3 separate regions of the Danio rerio genome follow, and regions 1 and 2 are each linked to region 3. Evidence: chromatin contacts called from public HiCAR-type and Micro-C data. All regions are on one chromosome and are shown on one strand. Each heading gives the region's core, a stretch centred on a gene start, on an enhancer-like site or on the middle of the called end of the contact. The rest is flanking DNA. Distances are from core to core; before and after follow the strand shown. Region 1 holds the start of LOC110438057. Region 2 holds the start of jmjd7 (jumonji domain containing 7). Region 3 holds the start of mapkbp1 (mitogen-activated protein kinase binding protein 1).

Region 1 (2,700 bases), core at 125-2,624, 220 kb after region 3:
GGTTGCAACAGGGTTGAAGAACTCCTTGAAGAATCATCAGGTGCTTCAGGCACTCTATAAATAGACCTCTGCATAATTGAGGTCACTTCTATTAGATTTCTGCCAGGGCGTCTCTGACAGACTGTTTCCATGATTAAAAATGTACAACTGCCTTGACTTCAGTTTACAATGCTGTTATTTTATTTATATTAGGCGCTGGCAGTAAAAGTGTACAACACAGATCTCACAGTGGATTGTAATTCCATGCCCAGCGCTCAGTGTTTACATCTGTTGTTGTTTCTTTAATCATTGGATCATTAAGGCGATCTACATTCACACTGTATTTTATTTCAGGTCTAATTTTACATTAATAACACACTGTTCTTAATTGGCCACTATCACATGTCCCGCTAATACAATCATCATCAACATTACCATCATACATTTTCTGATGTGTCTAATGTATAGAACTTTATGACAACCCAAACCTTCCGGGATACTAACAGGCCCACCGAAAGCTAACTACAGCACTTATTTGCATGCAATTTATATAAAAAAGGAACATTGTTAGTAATGAACACTCTCATAAAATGCTACAGTCAGGTTCAAGAAGTAAAAAGCCCATTCATTTTCACTGTATGGGTACTGCTTTTAATAACTGATACATTTTAAAGACAGATATGCTTTTGTCAAACCAACCTTTTTGCGAGAATTTAACTTATTTTTAAAAATATTGATGTTAATTGCAGCCTTCATGCAGTCTCTCTAAGCTCTCAAAATATGTAAAACCAATTTGTTTCAATAAACATGGATTATATTGTTTTTAGACATAACAAACAACTCTACATGAAAACGTACATGAGTTATTTATTTAACCCAGTAGTTGAGTTAAAATATTTGGTGCTTTGTTGGGTTATCTTTAACCTTTTTTGAGTTATTTAGTATACTGTTGTGGTATATTTCTCATGTTCATAATTCTATTTTGACATTTGCAATGCTTCATGGGATTTGTAGTTCTTTTTTCCCTCATCATTAAAGCTTTTAAAGGAATTGTGTAAACAGGTTTCTTTCTTTTGTTGAACACAAAGGAAGATATACTGAAGAATATAGAAAAAACAGCCATTGACTTCCATGGTAGGGTTTGTGTCTACTATGGATGTCAATGGTTTATATATATATATATATATATATATATATATATATATATATATATATATATATATATATATATATATATATATATATATATATATATATATATATATATATATATATATATATATATATATATATATCTGTATAGTCTGTTTGATATTACGGAAAGAGAAGAGCATGAACAGACATTGACCTAAATAAACATGAAGCAAGTCTAACAGATTACAGGTTATAACTACACTGTTTTTAACTTTTCTATTCAAACTTATATTAATCAAACTGACTAAAATATTAAGTTAAACTTTGAAAAACTGAAAAAAAAGTAGTTGGAACATGATTAACTTATTTAAATAAGTTAAAGTAACATAAAAAAAATTGTAGTCATGATTTTTTTGTAAAGTGCTCTCATTTTAGCATAAGGGTTTTAGGCAAACATAATTTTGTTGTCTAATATGATGACATTCAAATATTTAGTATATAAGTGCTTGTGTTTCCTAAAAAATTGTAATATTTTGAACTTTTGAGTCACAATATACAGCTATAAAAATAAAATTACATAAAATTGCTGCTGATTTAAGTAAAATTAGCTGAAGCAACTCAATTCTTGAGATTATTTGGAGATAACTCAATTTGTTCAATCCACTTAAATTTGTTACATTAACTTAGTCGATTGGTGTTGGGATAGCATGAATAAATTATGTGGAACCCTGCATTTGGGAATTCGAGATTCTCCATTTCTCTGGGTTTATTAGTTATGGGTTTGGGGAAGCTGTTATTAGTTTTATTCTATAAAGGACTGATACAATATCTTCCAAATTTCAAATGAAAACATTGTCATTTAGAGCATTTTTAAGTTGGTCAAAATAACAAAAGTTTTTATTTGATGTGCTATATGTGCCCAAAGCTATTGATTTCTTAGCTTTAAATAAACTAAACTTTAAATAAACACGTCTAAAACTTACTTCTACTTACATTTTAAATTGATTTATGCTAAAATGGCTACATATTTATATTAAATTGGGAAGAAATTTGATCAGAACTGTGTAGAATGAAACAAAAACTTGTTTTACTCAAACTGAGATTTTTTTTTTCATGTCTGTACATCAGAATTTATAAAATAGACTTAGCAGTCAAAGCAAGACAAAGCCATACACATTTGCTTGGATATTTCCTTACAAAATGTCACATTTTGCAAGAATATTTTAGAGATTTATAACAAAATGTGCAGTAAATCATAGAATTAAAGTTTATCCACTGCTTCTTTGCTGAATTTAATTACTCATAATGTCATTAGAAATTGATAACCAAAAAAAAAAAAAACAACAGTACGAAAATAAAGACACTGTTGGTTCACCTTGATAATTTGGACCTCATTAAAAATGAATATATAAAATAAGGGACGTATACATTCATATTTATGTATATGTATAATGTTTATCCTTACAAGTCACAAAAAGTGAGTCATTTTCTTCTTTTACCATTAATAACAACACAGAAAGCAGCATGTGTATGAGGCTGCTGCAATTTATTTGCCCAATATAATACAATTGTCACAATATTGACATC
Region 2 (2,700 bases), core at 96-2,595, 150 kb after region 3:
TTTTGCACAAAGGAAAATATTTGTTTTTAGAGCTGTCTGACTTCATTCCTTCCTTCCTTCCATCCTACCTACCAACCTACCTATCTATCTATATAAGTTTATTAAAGCATTATATTTTAATATATTTAGTTTTAGTTCATTTAGTAATATATTTAACGATTACAAACTTTTATTCAGACTATGTAAATGTTTTGTTTTATCTAAATTATCTAACTTTTATAAACAACTTTTGCAATTATTCTGCAATAAATATAAATTACTGATTATTTTAGTCTTCCGAGATAGCTTTTATTACTCTTGAGATAAAGTATTTTTACACATTTATGTGAGATTTAGCCATTACTTTTATTATACATTTTCTGGCAACATATATTTCGGTCTACACAGTGTACATTATATACATATTATCTATGTAGATCAGAGGTCTCAAACTCAATTCCTGGAGGGCCGCAGCTCTACACAGTTTTGCCCCAACCCTGATCAAACACAGCTTTTAAACAGCCCGATTATTTGGATCAGCTGTGTTTGATCGGGTTTGGAGCAAAACTGTGCAGAGCTGCAGTCCTCCAGGAATTGAGTTTGAGACCTATGATATAGATATTATGTCTGTCTGTTTATTCTAAAATACAATTTTAAGATTTTATTGTATTTTATAAAATGCTTGTGTAAAGTCTTCATCTAGATTTTAACATTGTGGAGATTTTACGATTATTTATTTAAGTTAATAGCTTGATTTTATTTTCCATCTTCCAAATATATATATATATATATATATATATATATATATATATATATATATATATATATATATATATATATATATATACATACAGTTTTAAACATTTGGATATGTTGTAATTTTTATTAGCTTTTAAATGTTTATATAGTTTTTATTAATGTAAATTATATTTAGTTTTAGCTATTCGTCAGGAAATAATTTTAATTGTTATTACAATTAATATATGATAATAAGGCAGACATTTAATTGTAAAATTCAACCAGTTGTTCAATGTTTCTGTATTTGACATAATTTGGTGCGTTAATTCAGTGTAACTTTTTTATTTCAATGTAAATTATATGTCATTCAGTCTGTACGTTTGATTATGTATTATATAAGTAAAAAAATGTGAAAACTCACCCCGAGCCTCTTTAGGAAAATCTCTCAAGCATTCTTTAACTTCATCCATATCCTTATCCACATGTTTCTATATATCAGTATCTGTTGATTTATCACAAGCCTCCGTCAGCTCAAAATACTCATACAGTACTTTATTCTATTCATGCCAAACTATTAAACACAGCGAAAAACCAAACACTGAACTAATAATGAGAATAACTGAGAATTCAAGCACTTCTCACACATGCTCGACTGTTTTGATGTTAATGACAGTTGTTTTCCGCTCATGCGCACAAGTGACCATACGCTTACAATGTATTATCTGTCTCCCTCTGCAGGCCGGAGACCGCATTGCAGAAGAATATTTTTATGTTCTAGGTAAAGTTGTGTTGGATTTGTTAGCGCGAAAAAAATAACCAATTAGTATTTTTGTTGTTCTATTAAAATATATAATTCCTTGAGCATATTAGACGTACAAAGCTATGTTTTGATGGCATGATTTGTCACGCCTCTGTGGGCAGCTTCACACTTGATGCCAATTAGATTAACGTTAGCACTCATCCACAGGTACAGCACTGCTACTACTGAGACTGGAGACTTTTTAATTTAACGTTACTTTTAATTTATTTGGTCGTTTACTGTAAATTAGTTGGCTTTCAATGGACTGCAATGAACATGGATGAGGAGGCATCCCTCGAAAGTTACTTTGACCAGACTATTGCTGTAAGTAACGTCAAATGAAATGCTAAAAGTCTTGTGTTGGAGTCTTTGTTATGTTAGCTTAAAACATAATGACCGATATACTATTATTATTTATTAACAGATGGTATTTTTGTAAATAATGTTTTCAGTTTAGGAAAATTTTTGTAATTTTGTTCTCATTTAAATTATCATATGTATATGTAGTTTTTATTCATATATACAGTTTAGTTTTTGTTATTTTAGCACCTCAAGAATTTTTTGTGTGTGTGAAAACTGTCTGAAAATATGCTTAATGTTTTATTTTAATTTACTTTAATTCACAAAAATTTTATTATATATACACACAACTATAATGCACTCATGTATTTATGATGCACATATCATTGTAACACAAATCAAGTCTATTAAATTATACAGTAAGCATTTAAGAAGATCTACAGAAAAATAAATGCAATAATAAGTTATTGTGAGACATTAATACAAAAAGTCTTTTACAAAATCTATTTAAAACATTAATTAATGTCCAGCATCAAAAGAAATTTCAGTATTGCTGTAAAATGCCTATTAAATACTAGTTTCATATATTAAAATTTATTCATACTAGTCATGTATGTTTCTCTTATTTATTAGTAAGATTTGTCCTTATACCAATACATGTTTTGTTAAAGCAAATTTTCTGAAGCGTCGTGAAATACACTTATTTGATTATTTCGAGTTGCAGTAAAGCAGACATTTAATTGTAAAATTTGTTCAGTGTTACTGTGCTTGTTGAGTAATATATTTGGTGTGTATATTCCATGTATTTTTTCTATTTTTATGTAAATGATTTATCTTTATATACCTCTTTAGTATACACACACAATTGTACTGCCTATTATGAA
Region 3 (2,700 bases), core at 160-2,659:
TGAGTGAACTATCCCTTTAAATCAGAGATGCCCAAATTAGGGCCTGCAAGCCACCTATAAACAGAGATTGCTATTTCTAATTTTACATAACCGTTTGTTTGTTTAATTGCGGAGCTACAAAAAAACTAAATTAAATGTTTCAATTAAATGTGAATTGATCAGATATTTTAGAGGGTAATGAATCCCTATATATATAATTTAACTCTAGTGTGTCATAAATGGGCCCACACAGAATCTGCACGCTTAGAAATCTGCAGATTTCCACAGATTTTTAGCCCATATTGAGTCTATACATTTACTTGTGTGTAAATGTATATTTATTTAGTTTTTAAATTAATTTTAGTAATATTATTGACTAATATGAAAATGCTTATATGATTTATTTAGAATTCAGTTTGTAAAGTAATATTGTCTGTTTTTTAGTCGATTTTATTTTAGATACTTGCTTTGTTTAGCTTTGTTAGGTGGATCTAATAGGATTCACATTGTTAACATTAAGTAAATATTTAAAAAGGTAGCCTATTATTTTTACTTCATATAAGTTTCAGTTATGTTACTTTAAAATCATTCAGTATAAATTTGTAGATTTATTTTTACAAAATCACGTGCAGAAATGTCAAAAAATATCAACAGATTCTGTCTGGCCCTGGTCATAAATGAGATTGTTTATGGTTTTATTGTATTTATTCATTATAAACTGTAAAACATATATAATTAAGCATTGGTACAAGTAAATTCTTTTTTCTGTATATTTTTAATATGATTAAATTAGGAAGTTACCATGGAAACTTTAATGTAACATAGTTTGGTATATTTAGGTCCAGCACTTTCAATCAAGTTTTTTTTTTTTTTTTTTTTTTTTTTTTGGCCATTCGTTAGAAAAAGTTTGGGCACCCCTGCTTTAAACTATAAACCAGGTACCAGGATCCAAAACGCAAAGCTGGATGTTCCTATTCGGGGAAAAAAGTCAAAACTAATTTAAAGTTTTCAGTTTCCTACTCTCTAACCTGTTGTTCGAACATCAAAATAAACAGTTTGCCTAAAGTAAACGAATTGTCTACACCTTAGAGCAACACTGCAGTATCACACAACCGCCCATATGTGCAGTATAATCCGACAAGTAGTCATGCGTGCTGTGTACTTAAAGTATACTATGGCTAAGGCATATTTTAATATTAATTAGGTCAATCTCGCTACTTTACAGGGGCACCAAGTGACGCCATTTATTAACATTAGCAAGTAAAGCGGTCCCCCAAATCAGGATTATTTATTGGTCAGCTGCGCAGCACCCGCCTCCCTACGTCATATTTTCAGCCAATCAGAATAGCCGAAAAGGCAATTTTATCGTTGTTGAGGTAATATTCATGAGCGTGCTCTTTACAGTAGTAGGATTTGTAAATACACAGACCGTACCGGTGAAGGTATCACGACTGTGGGTGATTTGCGGAGCTCAGACCGGCTCACCGTCAAACTGCTGACTCGAAACACTAAACATGGTCCGTTTTAACGAATGGACGTCCGTGGGAAGCGCGTCTCACTCAGACAGGAACACCGCACGGGATTTAAAGCGTTTATAGAGGGGATTCGCGATGACGGTTCCGGTGAATGGGTTTTAGTATGCGAATTAAATGGCTGTGATCAGATCATGGCTTGCTTTAAACGCGTATCGTGTGATTGATTACCGACTGTGATTGTAGAGCGAAGGGCTTTCGGCTGACCCGCCGTTTGTTTGCTGGAAACACTGATTCAACAGCACAGCGAATCAAGATGACAGTGGAAAATACAACTATCAAAAGTCGGATTAAAAATCTGCTACGGTCACCTTCCATCAAATTGAGAAGAAGTAAAGCTGGCAACAACAAAGAGAATCTCAGTAATAAGGTACAGTGCATTTACTGTATGAATCTCTCTGTCTCCACTCTGCAGTATATGTATAGGTTATGTGTTATAATGCATAGCTGTGATTTTCTGCAGTTTAATGTAAGGTGATGTTGAACTGGCATTAATATGTCAGATTCCATCCAAAGGTTTGTTATGTAAACTCTATAAAGGCATACTGTAGATCTGTCATTACAATGCAACAGCGTGAAGGCTGTAAAATGCACTGACCTATATTTGCCACATGTCTCACATCATTTCGAGCTTTGGTAAACGGCATGTCTGGAGAATACACTGCATTATGCATGATTCATTTACAGTGTATTGCATTAATTTAAATTTTAGGCATAGAGAGTGTTGATGTTACTATATAATGCATACATATGCACGAGGATGTATAAAAAACAATCAAATTTCTTTGTTAATAATAAATAAATATATAATAAATAGTGTAATATAATTTTTGGGTTCTTTTTTAAGCCACCAACATATAATATAAAGCAAAAGAATTCAAGTAAAGTGCATTTCGAAAAAAATATAATGCATGCTTATAGCTCAGAAATGTGTTGCTGTTTATAATCTAAAATAATTGAATATATTTTTGGATGCCTTTTCAGTTTTGAGCATAAGATTTTAGTTCATTCGACATGCAGTATATTGTAGTTTAAACATTTCAAGCAATGGGAAAGTGCATGTTATAAAAATATGTTACACTATATGCTAGAATAATCAAAGGAACTATGTTCAGCAAATATAAGTACACCCCTCACAAATCTATCTTTTAAATTAATATTTTTAATAGGAAGCTTTAGACTATTATAT

Evidence for each region. A called contact is a pair of places that touch in the nucleus more often than the background predicts. HiCAR-type assays count read pairs that join an accessible place to other places.
Region 1: a contact with region 3 is called in a HiCAR-type map of caudal fin, with 4 times the contacts expected there. The contact joins the promoter of LOC110438057 here to the promoter of mapkbp1 in region 3. A contact is called at or near these places in 1 of 18 Hi-C or Micro-C datasets (caudal fin) and 2 of 4 datasets of contacts at active chromatin or transcription factors (caudal fin and embryo).
Region 2: a Micro-C map of caudal fin shows a contact between it and region 3, with 3 times the contacts expected there. The contact joins the promoter of jmjd7 here to the promoter of mapkbp1 in region 3. A contact is called at or near these places in 3 of 18 Hi-C or Micro-C datasets (caudal fin, hematopoietic stem cells and an unstated tissue) and 3 of 4 datasets of contacts at active chromatin or transcription factors (caudal fin, embryo and gastrula embryo).

Annotation. Positions count from the first base shown.
Region 1 is chr17:12,008,425-12,011,124 of GRCz12tu, forward strand. It overlaps LOC110438057, which reads left to right and starts at 1,375. Exons shown (of 8, transcript XM_073928205.1): 1 at 1,375-2,700.
Region 2 is chr17:11,930,224-11,932,923 of GRCz12tu, forward strand. It overlaps jmjd7 (jumonji domain containing 7), which reads right to left and starts at 1,346. Exons shown (of 8, transcript NM_001017615.1): 1 at 1,139-1,346. The coding sequence starts at 1,187. It overlaps tbpl2 (TATA box binding protein like 2), which reads left to right and starts at 1,471. Exons shown (of 7, transcript NM_214796.1): 1 at 1,471-1,840. The coding sequence starts at 1,787.
Region 3 is chr17:11,785,156-11,787,855 of GRCz12tu, forward strand. It overlaps mapkbp1 (mitogen-activated protein kinase binding protein 1), which reads left to right and starts at 1,410. Exons shown (of 29, transcript XM_073928203.1): 1 at 1,410-1,881. The coding sequence starts at 1,768.